Linked DNA regions of Gossypium hirsutum: region 2 is linked to region 1. Evidence: chromatin contacts called from public Hi-C data. All regions are on one chromosome and are shown on one strand. Each heading gives the region's core, a stretch centred on a gene start, on an enhancer-like site or on the middle of the called end of the contact. The rest is flanking DNA. Distances are from core to core; before and after follow the strand shown.

Region 1 (2,700 bases), core at 192-2,691:
AAACTAATGGAGAAAACATTAATGTATAATTTTAACAAAATCCCATGACATAAAACTAAATAATGAATTGTAGCATCTAATCTTATTATCCATAACAGATCATTATAAAATGTGATTTATAAACCCCGGAAGGTCCAATATCATATTAATATATGAGATAATGTTGCATTTAGTACTTGTACTTTAATAAAATATTCAATGTAGTACATGTACTTTGAAAATGTCCAATGTGGTATCTGAACCATCAGTATGTGTTTTCTTATGGTACCTGTGCTTTCATAAAATATCCAATGTGATACCTATACTTTGAAAATGTCCAATATGGTACCTGAACTATCAATATGTGTTTTATTATGATACCTAGTATTATCAACATTAGTGAATTGCTAAACCAAGTATAATCACAAGACATAAGTCTCTAATTACTTCCTTTACCCAACAATTTCAGATAGTTAGCATATATAACATTTTTCATCTAAAAGAAGCAATGAACAAGCAAGTTGCCTATCATATAGTAAAATCTAAATCTTGCACAAAATTAACATCAATAAGAAGATCAAATGGGGACAATTGCACTAAATTGCATACCTTTCTTAAGACCAGGGCAATCCTCTAATCCTTTGAAAACTACAGGCACATCAACCTTCAACTCAGTCCCTTCATCCGCCCAAACAAACACCAAATTCAATATTTTACCACTCTCTTCGTCCCTATGAATCTATAAAAGCAACCCAAAATAGAAAATTTGAACTTGGGTAACAATAAAAGCTACTAATAAACAAAAAAAGAAAGAGCGGGGAAAAGTAAAAAACTTGCCTTGATGGGTAAAACCGTCCCGGATTCAAGTAAGACAGAAGAGCCAGATCCGGCCCGGATCTGAAGCTGGAACCTAGTGGAACAAAAGAAAGGGAGTTGAACGGACTTGATAATGGATCGAATCTGCTTTCTTTCGGTAGTAAGAATTTGTTTCCTGGACGGGGAACGGTTGCTTGGGTTTTTCTCAAGCAAGCCTTGAGAGAAAACCACAGCAGGGATTCTACCTTGGGCTCTATCACGGCTCGAGATACGGCTGCCAGTGCATTCTCGTGGGATAGCTTGGATGGTGTGGTAATGGTGTGTATTCGCCGGTGATGTTTGGACCACCGTTTTCAGGCCGCGCCACAACCTGAGCATTTGGTCGGAAACTGTAACGGACTTCACCATATTTTGTGCTGTTGAGTGCTGTGAGTGAAATGAGGGTTTTGAGCATGGTTAGGTATTAGGGTTTTAATAATCTGGGCCAAATTCGGGGTAAGTTTTTAGTCTAATATACCTTAAATCTGACGATGAAAAGATCTATAAAGCCCAAATGCTGGTTTTGGAAGAACAAGGCCTCAGCAATGAGATTCACACAGCAGGGGTGATATTAAAATTAGTGGTAAAATATACATTTGATTCAATCGCAAAAATAATAGTGAGGTGAAAGTATAAAATGATAAAGGAGGATATTATATTTAATTATATATATTATTATTTAACTCTTTAATTGAGAAAGTGTCATGAGTTAAATCAACACCAATCCGATTAGAAAAATTACGGAAATATTTTTTCATAATTATATTAAATTATATTATTTTAGGGTACTTTAATATTTTTATTTTAACGAAACCCAATAAAAATAAAAATGTGTATGATAGATTTTGAATCCATACCAATTGAATTAATAAAATCTAAAATTTATCCTTCAATAAAAACTTCATTTTAATAATATTTATACAATTTTATTTTAATATGAACAATTTATCACCCCCATCAGTTGTATATTTATACTTACCATATATAAAAGATTTTGATTGAGTTGGTATCACTTATAACTCAACTCAGTTATTAAATTACCAAGATAACCTTATTTTAAAAAAGCAATAAATATTAATTTAATGGTATTTCTCTCTCTTTTTTTTAATCTAGAAAATATTCGTACTTAAAATTGGATTTGAACCCAAAACACCAAACATACCCTCTTTCAACTTTGCAATTTCAACTAAAGTAACATTTGGTACATATTGCATATGTGTTATTATTTTTATTTTCAAATATTGCATTTCATTATTTATTGTATGTTATTTATAATTGTACCAATGTGTTCTAAATACCTGGTTTCCACATACATACGTGTGAGATAAAATTTCTAGTATATGTAAAATAATTAATTATATTTCATATTAAATTTATATATACCTTAAATAATAATTTTATGGAATAATGCCACATTTGATACTTGTACTTTCATAAAATGTCCAATGTGGTACCTAATCCCTCAATATGGGTCTTATTATGGTACTTAGTGTTAACACAATTATTAAATTATTAAACCAACCAATAAAAATTTGACACGTAGAATTTTTTTTCTCCTAACTATCTCGTCTAACATTATGTAAAAAACTAAATAAAATAAAAAACTAATTTAATTTAGAAAAAACTAAACATATGGTTAAATTTACAAAAATGGAGAATAACTAAATAAAACAAAAAAGTAATTTAAAAAAATAACAAAACATATGGTTAATGGAAAAGAAGCAAATACTAAACATATGGTTAAATTTACTTAAATGGAAAGATAAGTTTAGTATTTACTTCTTTTTTATTAACCATATGTTTAACTATTTGTTTTTAAATTAATTTTTTTTGTTTTATTTATTTTTTCACATAATGTTATTGATA
Region 2 (2,700 bases), core at 18-2,517, 410 kb before region 1:
TTTTATTTGCTGGTTTTATTTTAGTATACTACGATTTAGCCCATTTTGGACTATCGAGTTAATAATATAAAACTTTCTAAGTGAACTTGGGAAAGATATTTAAGATGTTAATGACGGGAAGTGGGGTGGGCAATTTTTGGGTCATGTTACACATATCATATTTGTATTAATTGTTTTAGTTAATATATATGAAGTTACCTGAAATTTGCAATTTGTACTCTTTTTAACTTTAATTGGTATCTAACCTTAAAATTGCGATTTCAATTTGGTACTTTTTTTTTAAGGTATCTAACATTATTAATACAAGCGGACATGGCAACATGCCAATCTCACATTGACAGATGACAAAATTTTAAAAAAAAATTAAAATTAAGTACCTAAACTTGACTTAAAAGGAACAAATTGGCACTTACGAGGTTTTTTATCGAATAGGTACCTAAACTTGACTTGATATCTAAACTTTTTTTATCCAATTAGGTACCTGAACTTGGCTTTTTTATTCCAATTAGTACCTAAACTTAGCTTCATGGTTCAAATAAGTCATTCACAAAAAGTATTAATTTGGACCAAAAAGCCAAGTACCAATTTGAACCAAGAAGCCAAGTTCAAGTACTTAATTGCACCAAAATATACTTTACGTACCAAACTGAACTTTAGGGTCAAGTTCAAGTACCTAATTGAAGTAAAAAACATTAAGCAACAATATGAACTTTAAAACCAAATTCAAGTACCAAAAAATATATTTACCCAATTTTGACATATTTAATAATATTTTCACGTCTATATTCAAATTGATGACACCAAAAAAAAAATTCGAAACACAGACATGCATATAGCTCAGCCATCAGCTAGTCTTATCCAGGAACAGGTAACTCCATGGGTCACCATCAGCAGTGGCTATCAATGCCTAATCTTTGGCATGAATAAGGCCTAACTGCTATAAAACAACAAAACTATCAGTATGTAGCTTACACAGAGTTATAGTTGATCGGTTTAGATCAACTATCCGTCAAGCAAATCTTCACATATTTAATCTACACTGTAAAACTAAAATATCAACAGAAAAAAATTTGTGGCCATAAAAAGTGCGCAAAATATATGCAAAGAATTGCATTGTTCAACCATATTACCATTTCATAGAATGAAAAGTGCAGAAGATGTTCGTTTCCTATTTATCTTTGCATGATTTCCATGCTGAGAAGGTAACTTCCAGCTGTTGCTTGTGCATTGTAGCATCCTAATGAAAATTGAGTCAAAAGAAATTTTGCGTCCATTTACACGCCTTCACTGCAGAAAGTGATCAGTATTATAACTGCCTGTCAACATTCATCAAATCTGGAGATTGGATCAAATTCCTTTATCTATTGCAAAAGCCAGGATTTGAGTTGGGATGGTGGCTGTATTTGTCAGTTGAACTGCTGGTTTTGAGAAGCAGGTATTGTCCATGGATCTACATAAGGTCTAAAGGGCAATGACCTTACCATTGTTGAAGTAGATCCGATATTATAGCTGGAAAACCCATGAGGTGCACTCTGGTGGTTAAAGTTTCGTTGAGGTTGATATGGATTTAGGATAGTACCGGCATATGAATGATGAAAGGCACCTGTATCTTTAGCAAAATGAACGGGCTTTTCATAACTATAAGAGGTATTAGAGACTCTTAACCTTGAGTTTTGCTTCTTTTTCACTTTTCCAACTGGAGAAGACACTTGGTAATTGTTACCCATACTTGGACACCTTGGAATAGGGGTTTTTCTTCGTGGGTTATTAATCTTTCCCCTGTCCGGTTCAGTAGTTTTTCTTTTTTTCGATGGTCTTGATTGATGTGAATGCTTTTGGCATTTTGTACCTAGTTATAAAAGAAGAAACATGTGATGTAAAATTCCAGTAGCCCAATAGTCAAGAGAAATGGAATTCACAGAAACATAGTTTACTTTCACCATCTCGCTCTCCAACATACCAACATCAGTAGACCACTTCCTCGTTCTTTTCATTGCTTTTACCAGTCTTGCTGCGTTGCCTCGTTTGTGCTTCTCGGCAAGTACATGTTTTCTTTCGGCCTCATCACTCCAATGCTGATGTAGACCAAAAGAAGAAAAGCATAAATAAACCAAGCCCATCATGGCTAAAAATGTCAATTTCCAGCCAGATACTTGCCTGTCTGTAAGTTTTCAATTTATAAAGGTTTCGACCCTTTACAAGCAAAGGAAATAATGAAGGCAATTTTTTACTCCCCTTGCTCCATAATACTTCAACCTATACATCAAAAACACGGAACTGGTGGATACTATCATCAAGTGCACAAACAACTCATTGGGGAAAAAAAAATTACAGAAAACGCATGAAAGGAACAATTTGTCACCTATTGCAAACTATCACTCAGATTGGCAAAATCAACCGTTTTGAACATATCTTTGTTTTAGAAACCAAATATGTGCAACATTTACAGGACTTCTACCTACCTAACATAAGATAGTGCATTGGAATTACCGTAAATGTGTGTTGTTGTTTGGCTTTGCCATAGCTTTCCTTCACAACCCTTCCTGCAATAGTTCTCTTCCCCAGAAGTTTTCCACGCCTAGTCATTTTATTGAACCTGTTTTAAAAACCAAACCTTGATTTACATAGCCCCAAAAATGACAAGGAAATGTAAGAAGAGAAATAGACAAGATAAGGAGAATCTGCAATGTTAGTTCAGAT

Evidence for each region. Hi-C and Micro-C count contacts between places; a contact is called where the count stands out from the background.
Region 2: a contact with region 1 is called in a Hi-C map of leaf, with 2.5 times the contacts expected there. The contact joins the promoter of LOC107945408 here to the promoter of LOC107945300 in region 1. A contact is called at or near these places in 3 of 34 Hi-C or Micro-C datasets (hypocotyl, leaf and petal).

Annotation. Positions count from the first base shown.
Region 1 is chrD12:13,782,611-13,785,310 of Gossypium_hirsutum_v2.1, reverse strand. It overlaps LOC107945300 (50S ribosomal protein L25), which reads right to left and starts at 1,441. Exons shown (of 3, transcript XM_016879258.2): 1 at 817-1,441; 2 at 589-718. The coding sequence starts at 1,203.
Region 2 is chrD12:14,192,954-14,195,653 of Gossypium_hirsutum_v2.1, reverse strand. LOC107945408 reads right to left here and starts at 1,267. Exons shown (of 25, transcript XM_041108505.1): 1 at 1,131-1,267. LOC107945409 (zinc finger CCCH domain-containing protein 62) reads right to left here. Exons shown (of 9, transcript XM_016879415.2): 6 at 2,491-2,596; 7 at 2,158-2,256; 8 at 1,961-2,075; 9 at 813-1,849. The coding sequence ends at 1,407.